Linked DNA regions of Mus musculus: all the other regions are linked to region 1. Evidence: chromatin contacts called from public Hi-C and HiChIP or PLAC-seq data. All regions are on one chromosome and are shown on one strand. Each heading gives the region's core, a stretch centred on a gene start, on an enhancer-like site or on the middle of the called end of the contact. The rest is flanking DNA. Distances are from core to core; before and after follow the strand shown. Region 1 holds the start of Ntn1 (netrin 1). Region 2 overlaps Stx8 (syntaxin 8). Region 3 overlaps Stx8 (syntaxin 8). Region 4 overlaps Stx8 (syntaxin 8). Region 5 overlaps Ntn1 (netrin 1).

The links. Hi-C and Micro-C count contacts between places; a contact is called where the count stands out from the background. HiChIP or PLAC-seq counts read pairs in DNA pulled down with a chosen protein or histone mark.
Region 2: an H3K4me3 HiChIP or PLAC-seq map of embryonic forebrain shows a contact between it and region 1, with 5 times the contacts expected there. The contact joins the enhancer-like site here to the promoter of Ntn1 in region 1. A contact is called at or near these places in 8 of 39 promoter capture datasets (the C10 cell line, cranial neural crest, embryonic stem cells and 5 more), 3 of 484 Hi-C or Micro-C datasets (stem cell-derived neural progenitor cells, stem cell-derived neurons and uterus), 23 of 115 datasets of contacts at active chromatin or transcription factors (bone marrow-derived macrophages, cardiomyocytes, craniofacial prominence and 15 more) and 2 of 9 other capture datasets (embryonic stem cells and macrophages).
Region 3: a Hi-C map of uterus shows a contact between it and region 1, with 2.7 times the contacts expected there. The contact joins the enhancer-like site here to the promoter of Ntn1 in region 1. A contact is called at or near these places in 12 of 39 promoter capture datasets (3T3-L1-derived adipocytes, the C10 cell line, cranial neural crest and 9 more), 1 of 15 datasets of contacts at CTCF or cohesin (the NIH/3T3 cell line), 3 of 484 Hi-C or Micro-C datasets (cortical neurons, nephron progenitors and uterus), 18 of 115 datasets of contacts at active chromatin or transcription factors (craniofacial prominence, double positive thymocytes, embryonic basal ganglia and 10 more) and 1 of 9 other capture datasets (adipose tissue).
Region 4: a contact with region 1 is called in an H3K4me3 HiChIP or PLAC-seq map of neural progenitor cells, with 9 times the contacts expected there. The contact joins the enhancer-like site here to the promoter of Ntn1 in region 1. A contact is called at or near these places in 10 of 39 promoter capture datasets (3T3-L1-derived adipocytes, the C10 cell line, cancer-associated fibroblasts and 7 more), 2 of 484 Hi-C or Micro-C datasets (double positive thymocytes and embryonic stem cells), 18 of 115 datasets of contacts at active chromatin or transcription factors (bone marrow-derived macrophages, craniofacial prominence, double positive thymocytes and 12 more) and 3 of 9 other capture datasets (adipose tissue, liver and macrophages).
Region 5: a contact with region 1 is called in a Hi-C map of embryonic retina, with 1.7 times the contacts expected there. The contact joins the enhancer-like site here to the promoter of Ntn1 in region 1. A contact is called at or near these places in 17 of 39 promoter capture datasets (the 3T3-L1 cell line, 3T3-L1-derived adipocytes, the HPC-7 cell line and 12 more), 10 of 484 Hi-C or Micro-C datasets (the CH12 cell line, cerebellum, cortical glia and 6 more), 15 of 115 datasets of contacts at active chromatin or transcription factors (craniofacial prominence, embryonic basal ganglia, embryonic forebrain and 11 more) and 4 of 9 other capture datasets (adipose tissue, embryonic stem cells, liver and 1 more).

What each region holds. Positions count from the first base shown.
Region 1 is chr11:68,385,522-68,388,124 of GRCm38.p6, reverse strand. It overlaps Ntn1 (netrin 1), which reads left to right and starts at 1,299. Exons shown (of 7, transcript NM_008744.2): 1 at 1,299-1,515; 2 at 1,941-2,603. The coding sequence starts at 2,005.
Region 2 is chr11:68,144,987-68,147,589 of GRCm38.p6, reverse strand. The region is part of intron 7 of Stx8 (syntaxin 8); the gene reads right to left. Among named protein-coding and RNA genes, the nearest start is that of Mir6406, 75 kb to the left of the region's middle. Within about 2 kb of position 1,314, at least 62 of the 459 cell types and tissues checked have an H3K27ac peak or open chromatin away from gene starts, as enhancers often do. A contact at or near this core is called in differentiating embryonic stem cells, embryonic basal ganglia, embryonic forebrain and 7 more, where this site is marked.
Region 3 is chr11:68,175,538-68,178,140 of GRCm38.p6, reverse strand. All of the region lies in intron 7 of Stx8 (syntaxin 8), which reads right to left. Among named protein-coding and RNA genes, the nearest start is that of Mir6406, 44 kb to the left of the region's middle. Within about 2 kb of position 1,325, at least 31 of the 459 cell types and tissues checked have an H3K27ac peak or open chromatin away from gene starts, as enhancers often do. A contact at or near this core is called in embryonic limb bud, stem cell-derived neural progenitor cells and uterus, where this site is marked.
Region 4 is chr11:68,198,700-68,201,302 of GRCm38.p6, reverse strand. All of the region lies in intron 7 of Stx8 (syntaxin 8), which reads right to left. Among named protein-coding and RNA genes, the nearest start is that of Mir6406, 21 kb to the left of the region's middle. Within about 2 kb of position 1,307, at least 77 of the 459 cell types and tissues checked have an H3K27ac peak or open chromatin away from gene starts, as enhancers often do. A contact at or near this core is called in double positive thymocytes, neural progenitor cells, oligodendrocyte precursor cells and 1 more, where this site is marked.
Region 5 is chr11:68,238,622-68,241,224 of GRCm38.p6, reverse strand. All of the region lies in intron 5 of Ntn1 (netrin 1), which reads left to right. Among named protein-coding and RNA genes, the nearest start is that of Mir6406, 19 kb to the right of the region's middle. Within about 2 kb of position 1,319, at least 6 of the 459 cell types and tissues checked have an H3K27ac peak or open chromatin away from gene starts, as enhancers often do. A contact at or near this core is called in embryonic retina, where this site is marked.

The DNA.
Region 1 (2,603 bases), core at 50-2,549:
ACCCCAGGAGACTGTAATTGCGCGAGGTTATCCATTAGACAAACGTGGTGAGAGAGCTCATGTTTCTTTGAGATGGGGTATGTTCCCCATGCTGGCCTTGAACTCCTGGGCTTAAGATAGCTCTCAAGCCTTCGGCCTCCAGAGTAGCTGAAGTGGCAAAAGCACACCACCCACAGGAGAACACCACTGCCTCAGGCCAGGAGCCCAGATTACTGTATCCAAATTATATATATATACACACACATACATACACACACACACACACACACACACACACACACACACACACACACATATAAGTAGCCAGAAATTTGGGAAAGTTATCCCTAGCCTCTGAAGCCTCCACACCCTTAGTTGAAGAGTAGAGTCAATTGGTACTATGCAAAGCTATTGTGGGAATCTCCCTAGGGATATTAAAAAAAAAAAAGGATCTAGGAGCTGCCAAGTCAGCTTCAGGGGACCCTGGGAGAACTGAACTGGCCCCATCTCTGAAGTTCAGGATAGACCTGAGTAGGCCACTATCCAGGTGCGTCCGAGCTTCTTGGCCTTTAGCCTCGAATCACCACAGCTTCCAGGCCTAAAAGAAAATTGGCAGTGACAACTCTGTGAGGTTTAGGCGCTGCCTCTTGTTGCCCCCCACCCCATCCCCTAGAGCCTAGGGGCAGAAAGTTCACATCCCTTTCCAGTTCCCCTTCCTCACGCCTCTGGGGCCGAGTGCCCATAGGGGCAAGGCCCTGAGCGTAGTGCCACCGGGGCCACCAGTCTGGGTTGGAGGAAGGCTGGACCTCTGCGAAGAAAAGAAAACAAACACAGATGTGTTTGGCTGGGACCGGGAGGGAGAAAGCCGTTCTCGCCCCCACCCCACCCCCACAGGGTGCGCGCCGGCCCTGCCCCCTCTCCGGGGTTTCCCCGGGCGCTCCTCTTGCTTTCTCTTTGTCTCTGCTGTTCTTTCTCCGGCTCCCAGGTTCCCACCCGCTCGCTCTCGCCCTCTGGAGCATCCCGGGCCCGTTGGCTTTAACTTTCTTCTTCCCGGGGTTAAAACTTTGCTCGTGAGCGGGCGGCTGCTTGCCGACGTTACTGGCCGGCGCCCCGCCCGGCGGCCCCGCCTCCGCGCTCCCCTCCGCCCCCCACTCCTAGCGCGAGTGGTGGCGGCGGCGGCAGCGGCAGCGGCAGCGGCGGGCGGCGGCAGAGCCTTCGGGGGCGTGCGTGCGTGTGTGAGTGCGCGCCAGCGAGCGTGAGTGTGTGTGTGTGTGTGCGCCCCGGGCGGGCAGGGCAGCACTCGGACCGCGGCGGGAGTCGGCGGCCGCGTCGTCACTCGGGAGGAAGAGGCGGCGGCGGTGGCGGCCGGGGCCGGGGCTGGGGCAGCGGCGGCCGCGCCGGGCATGGAGCTGGCAAGCCCGCGTTGAGACAGGACGCTCTTGCTAGCCGCCAGCGAGAGGCTCTCTGCAGTCCGGCGCGCGGGCTCCCCGGCTTGGGCCAGGCAAACTTTTCTTTCTCTTTTGCCATCACTTAGAGGTAAAGTCTCCTACGCGGAATCCCCAGCGGGGACGCGATTGGGGAGGGGGCATTTATAAAGGAAGGACCCCAGGTGGCAAGAGAAAAGGACGCTGAGCCCGTGCGTGGTTGGGGGATCTGGAGCCCTGCTGCGCCTGAGGCTTAAGGGAGCAAGGAGAATGGGCATAGCTGCGGATGGGCAGATGGGCGCGGGCTTGCTCTTCGGTTGGCCGGGAGGCTGGGGAAGCCGGGAGGAAGGGGCGCGGGCGGTTCAGGTTTGGAAGCCCCTGCGCTCGGGGTCCCCCGGACTTTGGGGGAGGGAAGTGGGCAGTCTCGGGGTTGGTACCCCGGGGAGCGGGGCACTTGCCCGCCACTCCACCGAGGGCTGTTGGGCGCGGGGCGGGCTGGCTGCTGGCTGGCTGAGCGCGGCTCCCCTCTCTCCGCAGGCGCCTGGTGCGGCGGGCGAACCGACTCCTTGGCGCGGCGGGGCCGGGGCAAGCTGGCCACAGCATGATGCGCGCTGTGTGGGAGGCGCTGGCGGCGCTGGCGGCGGTGGCGTGCCTGGTGGGCGCGGTGCGCGGCGGGCCCGGGCTTAGCATGTTCGCCGGCCAGGCGGCGCAGCCTGATCCTTGCTCGGATGAGAATGGACACCCGCGCCGCTGCATCCCGGACTTTGTCAACGCGGCCTTCGGCAAGGACGTGCGCGTGTCCAGCACCTGCGGCCGGCCCCCGGCGCGCTACTGCGTGGTGAGCGAGCGTGGTGAAGAGCGGCTGCGCTCCTGTCACCTCTGCAACTCTTCGGATCCCAAGAAAGCGCACCCGCCCGCCTTCCTCACCGACCTCAATAACCCGCACAACCTGACGTGCTGGCAGTCCGAGAACTACCTGCAGTTCCCGCACAACGTGACGCTCACTCTGTCGCTCGGCAAGAAGTTTGAGGTGACCTATGTGAGCCTGCAATTCTGCTCGCCGCGGCCAGAGTCCATGGCCATCTACAAGTCCATGGACTACGGGCGCACGTGGGTGCCCTTCCAGTTCTATTCCACGCAGTGCCGCAAAATGTACAACCGGCCGCACCGCGCGCCTATCACCAAACAGAACGAGCAGGA
Region 2 (2,603 bases), core at 65-2,564, 240 kb after region 1:
TTATTGCCTTGTCATTTACAGGTGTGAACTAACTACAGCAACCGCGGTCTACATATGGTCAGGGACTGTGTGATTGGTGTGTGTGTGTGTGTGTGTGTGTGTGTGTGTGTGTAAGTCCAGACAAGCTCACTTTCCAGTTGAACTGGACTACTGGCTGAGACAAACAAACAGACAAACAAATCATTGGGTTTTGGCATCCTATTTTTATTTCTACAATGGCTGGCTGGCTGGTTTCTAGTAACTGGGTGAGGGACCCTAGGGACAGAGTAGTATCATTAGCCTGAAGCATAGAAAGACTCAATCATGGAAAGCCCAAGACGCAGCCCATAGGGTTTTGGATAGCTGGCATAAGGGATGGGGAGAAGGCCAAGACAGACACGGAACTGGGGTTCTCACTGCACGCCATAGGGCAGAACTCAGTGTTAAGCTGGGGTCCCACGGCTGGCAAAGCAAATGGCAACTGCAGCAGTCAGGAGGTGAGTGGACAGACAGGAGATAGGTTGAATCCAGCAAACTCAGCAAGGTAGGAGGGGGAGGCCAGGGGCTCCCAGGTGGACAGGGCCAGGGCTGGGCTGAAGGAGTGTGGAGGTGCCCGCGGGGGTGCCTGCAGCTGGTCACCGCCAAGAAGGTGAAGGTTTGCAGCTCCCAGCTCCGGAGGTGGCAGAGGGCAGAGGTGGGGATACCCTGGGAGGTCCCGGAGAGCTTCAAAGCACAAGGCAGAGATGGGTAGGGAAAGAAACAGAAGGGAGAAAGCTTTCCAGAATAAAGTACTCATACCCAGGGCTTTATGTGAATTTATCACCTCTTATTAGAGCCTTTTGAAATGCGAATTAGCTGATTAACCACTGCGCACAGCCTCCCAGCTGTTCTTTATTCTCTGGCATTCAGCAACTTTGTTCTAAATAGGGCAGGCCACAGTAGCCCACCAGGGGGAAATTATTCTCAGGGTTACAAGAACAGTGACCAGGCAAAATTGTGCCCTGGGCTGGAGGATCAAGTGATGGGGGTGGGTGGCTGAGACTGCCGCACCACTACCAGGCCCTGGCCACCTCTGGCTTACACTCCTAGCTCTGGCTGCTGATACTGTTTAGCTCTGTGGCCCATCACCAGGACTAAAAAGGGACACCGGAGAATAAGGCCAACCCTCTCTCCCCTCAGCCTCTTGATGTTTCTTTCCTAAAAGGTTCGTTAGTTCTAGGTCCCCCAGGGAATGGGCAGACACTTGCTGCAGCGTTGGTTGGGACCTGGTTCACATGTATGAACAACAGGCTGGCCTCTGGCAGAGCCAGGCTCCCACTTGCTCCTGCCTCCAGTTTGGCAACACAACACAAAGGCGGCCTGGCTTGTATACACTTTCCAGGCTGAGCCCCTATTCAGAGGGGGCTGCAGCTTGTGCGTAATGGGCCCCCTACAGACAAAGCCAGCAAGTTTCTTAATTAAGTCTAAGTGAAAGACAGATCCCGCTTACATCTTCAGAGACCCTTCCCTCAGAACTTCAAAAACACCCTAGACTGCCTATCAAACCCAGGCACGGATAACTAGCGAACAATTTTTCCTCTTTTTAAATATAGAAAGCCAGGCCCCGGCGCCAGGCCTCAGCCCCCTCTCACTTTCCCCGCAATTTTAGACATGCCTCTGGTTTATAAAACAGGAAACAAAGGGACTTCTTGTGTGTCAGAGAAGTCCTCAGAGGGTCTGAATTTCATTCCGGCCTTCCCCACAGCACCGTGTTGTCTAAAGAGCTCCTTAACTGCTTTAGTCTCATTAACATTTCCACGAGGAATCAAAGGATGCAGCAGGAAGCCGGCATCCCTGTCTATATATCACACAAGGACAAGTCCGCGATGGGAGCATGCTAAAAAATTAATTATTAGCTAATTGCCTTCTAGGAAATGTGATTTTTCACATCCCTCCCTCCTTCCCCCTGCAGCCGCCTTCCAACCTAGCCTCAGAAACCCTCTCACAGACAGGCCTTTCTGTTTTCTGGGCTTTGCTGTGATAATGTTCTTTGCAAACAGAAACCAATTATTCTGCAGCAGTAAGTCACTGCGAGTATGAATTGCTTTAATTTTTCCCCCTTTTAGCAGCTGCCCAGGGTGGGTTGCGAGGTGGCTGCAATAATGAAGCAGGATTGAATACCAAAGCAGCACCCAGGCTGGGCGTCCTGTGGGGAAAATGATGTTAGGAAATAAAAGTGCATTTTCCTTGCGAGCTGCTAATCAATGAGTTAGACGTGGCCCCGAATGTGCTTTCCGCTTGGAATTTGCATTGCCGGCGTGGCTTCGAGCTTTCCAAGAGTCCCGTGCACCTGACTGGCTTGTAAAAATGTCACCTTACTGTTAAAGTGCTAAACATGCCCTGTTTCTCTTGCCTGTTTTCTCTCTCCCTCCCCCTTTGCCTTTTTCCTTCTACAATTCTTTGCTCTCTCATTAGAAATGCCCAGCAACGCCCGGCAGACAAAGACACTGCAAACAAAGTGGATGGAAAGGGGAAAAAAATTAAAAGGGAAAAAGTGCAGAGGAATTCTTCATTCACTGATCTCCAGAATACATTAATATCTCAAACTGTTGGCACAGCCGACAATGCTTGGGCAGCTAACAATG
Region 3 (2,603 bases), core at 76-2,575, 210 kb after region 1:
AAGCCTATCCTGTCTGCTCTGGTGGGATGGGCAGTCAGACAAGAACGCCATCTTTAATGCATCAGACCCATGAGTTTTAGGCATGCGCAGTACAAGCAGTTCTTTGTCATTTGGGTAAGAAAACGTGCTCACAAAAAGATTTAGGAGGCAGGAGGTTGGCAAGAGTGTTTCACCCCAACACATCTTCCAGATTTGGTAACTTGTAAGCTCGTGGCTCCCGTTCTCATCTTCAGACTTCAGACAACACTAAGCTGCCCACAGCAGCTGTAGAGGGGGAGTCTTTAAATGAAATAAGAAAGGATTGCTTCAGGGAACAAAGACAAGAAGAAAAGGCCCTGTTACCCGAATGATGAGGCCCCTTGGGGCGGTGTGTGGTATTTCTGTATTCATGATCACCAGTGTCTGGCATGGCAAGAAGGAAGTCCTGGAGAATCTAACTTAGAAAGAGGCTGAGGCTCAAACTGCTGCTCTTCCACTCCTCAGTCATGTGACATGGGGACAGGCTTCGCCTCCCTGAGCCTCCATTCTTATCTGGGATAGCACAATAACATTATCTATCCATTGGGTTATAGTGGGGAGGGGAACGGATGTCATATGGTGATGTTCTCACACGTGGCAGCCTGCCTACCTCTACCTACAGTTACCTTGTCTCTTCCTCAAACCCAACCTACAGGTGAGGAGGAGAAATAGCATAATCCACAAACGGAAACAGAACGAAAAGTATAACAAACCAGATACAGCAATGAACTGTGGAAAAACCAAGAGTAAAAGGAGGCGTAGTCAGTGACCCATGGGAGACACCGAGACCTCAGTAACTGACTGAGGGTAAGGTTTGGGACTAGGACACAAGTCCCCAGGGAAGGCCCAGGGACAGGACGATGGTTGGGTTAAAAACTGAAGGTTAGGTTAAATAATACAGTCTAAAGAACCAACTACCCTATGCACTCTGAATTTCACATGTGAGCAAAAATAAAAATAAAATAAAAAATATGCCAACAACAACAATAACAAAAACCCTCAATAACTTAACAGTAACTTTATCATACTACAACTCTCTCAGAGGCAATCAAAATGACTTCCACTTCTTATTAGGGGTAGATCTCAAACTACAAACTACTACTATGTATAGAAAGAAAAGTAAGGAAGTCTGTTAAGAAAAATCTGAGACTAACTCAGCTTAGTTAACTTAGTTAACTAAGTTAGTTAAGCTTAGTTAACTTGAGCAAGAGAAAGGTTCTAGAACTGGAGAGTACTCTAGACTAAAGACGACGCTGAATGCTCCCGCCCTGCCAATGGTTTATAACCAGAAACACAGGAAATGACATACAAAGATATACAAAGATTACTGGCTCCGTGTGGCTGGGCTTTTACCTTATTTGGGCATGATCTGAAAGGCTGGGCTCAACTCCTGGGATTGGGTAAATCCAGTTGCTTAGCTACAGGAGCACATCTGGGTTAGGCTCAACCTGCTTGCTTATCAAGCTAGGTTACAGTGAGTCTGCTGTATGTTACAACCCCTTTAAGGGCCAAACCCACTGTTTGGCTGGTTTAGGACAATTTCCTCCAGCTCAACATGGCTCTGTTGTACATATTTCTGATTAGTGGACATATGGGTCACATTATGAACACACAGTTTTGTTTCCTCCAAAGTACCTAATATGTACTTGTCTAGTTACTCCTCGGCTGCCATGATAAGCGCCATGACCAAAGGTAACTTAAGGAAGAGGGAGCTTACCTTGGTGTAGGTTCTAGAGGGTCAGGCAGGCATGGTGGCACTATCAGGAAGCGGGGCAAGGCTATACTACTCAGAGGCTGCCTTCAGTGGCACACTTCCTCCATCAGGGCTTCACCTCCTAAACCTCCATAAAACAGCACATGAACCAAGACCACATGCTTAAATGCCTGAGGCCTAAGGCAGACATTTCTCATTCAAATGATCACAATGCCTGTCCATGAAAATCTCCACAAATCTGGGAAACTGGGAATGGCAGACAAAACTAACCAATCAAGAGTGTTCTAACTAGGCTGTGACATGCTGTTCCCTGGGACACGCTCCTGCTCAGTGTCCTCCGGTGATTAGGACGGTCCTCTATTGGAGTCAGGGAGCAGGCTCCTAGCTTTATGGCCAGCTTCAAAGAAATGAATTTGGCACAGCTCTAAGGCACATAAAAACTAACAGTGGGAAGGGATGAGGATCCCGTTAAATCTAAAGTAGGCTCGTAGACCTCGGATAGTGACACACACCTATACCCCAACACTCGGGAAGTCAGTGCAGGAGGATGGAAAGTTCAGGGCCACACATGTAAATATAAGGTCAGCCTGAGCTACATGTGACACTGTAATAATAATAATGATAATAATAAGCAACTAGGGTCAACTCCAGCAAATATGGCCACTAACCAAACCGGGAAGAATTCCTGTGCATTCTGTACAGTCCTCAAACAATTACATACATGCTTCACTCACTTTGCTAAATATTCAATAAAAAAAAAAAAAAACCGCTCACCTTTCCTGAAAAAGCTTGCTATGCCCCCTGCCCCCCGCTCTCCTATCAGATACTATCGCTGTGTGTAAGTCATATTTTGCTCTTTTGCCCTGGTTTC
Region 4 (2,603 bases), core at 58-2,557, 190 kb after region 1:
TTAAAGGTGATAATGTGTCTACCACAGAAACTGTGTCAGACACATGGCACTTCAGTAGCAGCATGTTGGGACACACACACACACACACACACACACACATCCCCGAAGGGATGCATACTTCCCTCTTGACACCTTAGACAGTAAGTTGATTGCATGCTATAAAGTAGGGGCTTATCCAAAGACAAAAAGGGAACTTCAACAGCAAAAACAAATAAGACTTTTATATTTTAAATGCTTTCAGGCAAACACAAGTCCATTGAGAGGTCATTTTCAACAGTGTTAAGTAAACTTAGTGCTGGGTGCACTGAGGAAGTCATTTGTAGGGGAGAAGAAAGCGGTAAGTAAAAGCCAGCTGTGGCTTCGGGATCCTTTGGGCCACGAAGACCTGACTTAGTGGCCTGATCACAGCAACAGTGTTTGATCTGTGATGACAGCTTCGGCACCCTTCTGGAAATGTCCTGGAAGTATGGATCCTTTCAAAGGCACTAAAGCTCAGCCCAGTTTGAGGTCAAAGCTAGTAACAAGGTCCGGGGCTCAGGACAAGAGGTGTATTACCTGGCTCACTGATCCGTAATTGGCCACTCTCTGTTCCGTATACAAGGAAGCAGAGGTTCTGGAGGGCTGCATGGGGAGCCAGCTAGCTCTGCTCTCACCTGTGCTTTTAACCCCTTCCTAAACCATGGGGGCCCACCCAGGGCTCCTGACAACCAACAGAAGACAGGGTTCACCAGGGATAAAGGGCCAGACCCTTTGGGGCTGAAAAACTAAGATACAATTCCTTTTCTTTATCTCCTTCTCTTTGTGCCTCTACTTTTTATGGTGGAAATACCAGGCACACACACACACAAAGTAAAAGCAGCCAGGAACACTTACTGTCATGAACTGAACTGGTTCTTGGCCAGTCTGCTTCCATGTGCACCTTCACTTGCCCCTGTGGCCAGAAATGGGTCTCTGGTGTATATCACCCGAAGGCTTACAGTAAGAGTCACTGACAGAAGTCAGTCACTGTCATATAACCATGGCAGGCTTGAGCCCTCATCTTTCTGACATGGACAGTGGGTCTAAGTTTGCAGAATGGCCCCTGAAACAACCTGAGCCATGCATACTGAATCAACTCTCAAAGACAGAAATTGGGGTGTTTTCTTTTTCCTCCTAACAGGGCTGCAGCCTCCGGGGCTCTCGCCATCCATCCCCAGCTAAGGAAATGTTTGACATTTCAGAATGAAACTGACAGTTGAACTCCTGGGAGCCTGCCAGCTTCTAAACAATGAGCGCTCTGGGCCCAGCCCTAGCTCAGAACACCTGCAAGGCTCGGCTTTGGGTCACTTCCTCTGCATTTCACTCAGCTCCTGCCATGGCACTGCCGGCACCTGGCCAGGCAGATGTTTGCTCCCAAGACTCAAGCGTCCCTTTGAGGGGCAGGCACGAGGTGCCAAGGGTCAGGTTACAAGGGTCGGGGAAATGTCCGTTTCCTTTGGTCAGTTTACCAGATGAGTATCCAACACTTGGGATATTTACAAGTCTAGCATATGGCAACTTAAAGAGATGTAAGAAAACAAACTCCCTTTCAGATTAGGAAGGGACATTAATTAACACTGTGGCTTTGGAACAGGGACGTGTTTTCTGAAGATTGTTCATCTGGATTAATGGCCCATGCTCCCCCCCCCCCCCCCAGTGAAACACTGGAAACCACTGAGTGACAGCATGTGCTGCCAACACCCCCACTGCAGCAGAGAGCAGGTAACCGCCCTCACTGTTCACTGGCTAGGTGGGGGAAAAAAAAAGGAAAATTTGGAGGCCAGCTTTTCTAGGGAATGGTAGCCATTTTCACAAGGGCATCCTTGTCCAGAAGTTCTTTATATGCAGGGTTTGTCATAAGACAAGCCATCCTGACTCCCTGCTACTTGTTTTGAACCAAAATGCACGTTCTCATCGCTTGCCTTGTGTGTCACACTGTGCAGAGTCGTGGCCACCAGGCCAGCCCCACGCAGCCACCACCTGTGAGGATGAGACACGTGTGACTAACGCCTGCGGCGGATGAGTTTCCTCTCACAGTTGTGCTGTCAAAGGTGACATTTGCTTAAGCATCAGCCAGTTGGTTCTTGCAGATCAAACATAGATTTTAGAAATATTTTATTTTAGTTTTGCAGCAGGCTCTGGAGCCAAAGGTGGGGATTGAGCAGGACAAAAGACAGAACTGGGATATTTATTTTCAAAAGTTCATGTAAATGTCCCCTTGAATCCCAGTACTAGGTAAATAAGCCAAGAAAGAAGAGGACCGTGGGCGAAGATGAATGTGTTTGCTTTTTGCTCGTTTGAATTAATTGACAGCTGGAAAATGCAGCCTACTCTGACGCAGTCGATGCTACTTGCCTGCTCGTGGTGTGGACATCACAGCTTTCCACCAAGCGACCTCACAGCTCAGCAGGCCAGACAGCCAGACACTGGTGGGCAGGACAGCACTTCCCGCCCCTGGTCTCATCCTTCCTGAGGGTACTTTACCTCACGGGTGTACGTGTTAATTGCCTTTAGTAAAGTTTTCATTAAAACACCAGGCAAAAGGCAAGAAGAGCCTCCCATGAGTTTGGTTTTGTTCTTGTCTG
Region 5 (2,603 bases), core at 70-2,569, 150 kb after region 1:
ACAAACAAACAAACAAAAAAGGAGTTCCCTATGGAGTTCCAGGTCCCAGATGGTGCTTTGGGTCTTAGATAAGGTCCATGCTGTGGTTGGCCAGGCACGGGGCGGGGCGGGGGGGGGGGTGGGGGGGGAGTTGGGGGTTCTGGATGACACATGATCATCTGTGTTTCCTCTGTCACTCCTCATTTTATTTCCTGGAGATACGAACCCCAAGGACCTTGTCTTTCTTCCTTGCTTCTTTCTTTCTGTTTTTTTCCTGTGTGAGTTCTCTTTTAGCCCTGGGGCCAGAAGTCATCTGTCATTTTGATAGAGGATTTTAGAAATAGTTTGGGGAAAAGGAATTTCCTCCCTGAGTCCAACATCACTTCAAATACAGCAGACTGAATACGGCTTGATTTCCCAAAGGCATGGCTCACGGCCGAAGGGCAGCACGCACACAGAGGAGGCAGTATTTAGGGAAGGGTTTGACAGAAGGGACGAAAGATACAACAGCAGCCATGTAGAGGTTCTTCTCAGATCCCTTTAAGACCGGGCAGCCTCTGCACTGGACAGGGGCACTTAGGGGTACGTGCTCAAGTGGTCCTCAGGGTGTCTGTGTCTTTGGACAGAGATCTGCCTTAGTTCCAGGGGGTGGCTGACACAGAGCTTTTTTTGGCCTCTGTCTCCTCATGGGTGACAGTCAGGGCAGCCAATACTGGTTCTTCTACTTCTTGGTGGTAGGGGTCACACGGAGAGCAAGTTGCAGCCATCCTGGTTTTGCCTACCACATCCAGGCATTCTTACTACCTGGGTTGGGTACCATTACTGCTCCAAGACTGAGGCAGTTACTACAGGTGGGGTGCAGGGCAACCCTGAGGTCTGCAGAGGTCTTCATGGCATCTCCTTTGCATAATCAACATTGGCTTTTTGTTGTTGGTGGTGGTGGTGGTTTTTCGAGACAGGGTTTCTCTGTGTAGCCCTGGCTGTCCTGGAACTCACTTTGTAGACCAGGCTGGCCTCGAACTCAGAAATCCGCCTGCCTCTGCCTCCTGAGTGCTGGGATTAAAGGCGTGCGCCACCATGCCGACATTGGCTGGGGACCTGCAGGAGGACAGCCGAGGGTCAAGAGAAAATTCTGGATGTCTGGGAGCTGGTTTAGCCAGCCAAGGTGTCCTTTCTCCAGTCAGGAGGGCGTTTTTGCAACCCCAGAGGCTCTGGGCAAGAGGCTCTAATCTAATTACATGCTTTATTTGAGCCAATTTGTTTTCCAATCCATCTTGTTCAGCAAGAAGAAAGAGCATGCTGGGGACTCATTTGCACCCTCTTGTTCCAAGGGAAAAAAGAGGGGCTGCTCCCTCCTGTGGTCAGTCCAGCCCCTGACCTCTTCTAGCCTGGAACCCCACCCCCAGTCAGGCCCGCAGAATTTACAAGGGAGGCCCGGGGCCACCCTAAGCAGAAGGGCCTGGCTGTTTATACCACGTCCTTAAGTCCATCATGCCTCTGTCTTTCCCTTTGGGGGGAGGTCCCAGTGTGTTCTGGAAGACTGAGGCACGGTGGACCCTGAGCTCAAGTAGCCTGGACTGGGGCTGCTCATCCCTAGGGGGTTCCCCTGCACAGACCTCCCATCTCTGGAGTGAGAGCTGCCTGCCGAGTCCAAGGGCTGGTATTTAAAATCTGCAAATATATTTTCTTAAGAAGGTGGTGGATTTTGGATCCGTGTTATTAAAGTCCAAATAAAACACCGGAGCCCATCCAAGCTCCCAGGATAGGGAAGATTTATCGGCTCCCACCCTCCTCCTCAGGCACTGCTCCATGTGTGCCAAGCCTCACTTTTATGTTCTGCGGTGTTTCCCAAATTGCCTTTTTCCACCCTTTGGAATCTCGTTTCCAGCCTTTACTTTTCTAGGCTGCCCCAGACTGGCTGCTTCCTGTGGGTTCTGATCCTGAGCCTAGTGACTTCCGCGCTTGGACTAAGGCAAGCAGGACCTAGGGTCTTAGCCTACCACACGCAGTGGCAGCCTGGCCTGTTCAGCAAATACCTGCAGAGAGCCTGTTGAGTAGCCTGGTCCTGGGGACCCAGCACACGGCCTCTGACTTCAGACAGGAGCAGAGACAGATAAACCGAGAGTCCTCTCCTTGCAGTGTGGGGGATGCCCTGAGGACACCAATCCTCTAAAAACAGGGGGACAGGCAGAGGTCAGCCATAACTTCAGAGAGTCAAGGACATATTTGAGCGAGACATATCTTCGGGCTTAAACAGAAATTGGATGTGACAGAAATACAGTAAAGTTGGGTTCCTCTCACGGGTCTTTGCGGTAGAGTAAGAATCATGAGAGCTTCTGTGATCCTGGTGCTGATTACATGTCAAGCCCCGTCTTACCAGGATTGTAAAAGATGACAGCCGTAGCTCCATCGACCTAAGTCAGGAATCCGGAGCTGTAAGGCACAGTGCTGTGTTGAAGGACATCCAGTTGTGTGGGGCCCCAGTGCCAGCAGTCTCCAGGCTGTCAGCTCCTCTGCACTCTCCCCCAACATCCCATTTCCTGCGGTGTTCCCAGTAGCTAAGACTGAAGTGACAAGTTGCCTTCTGAAGTCCCACTGAAGCCACCTGCTCCCCTCCCCCGCCC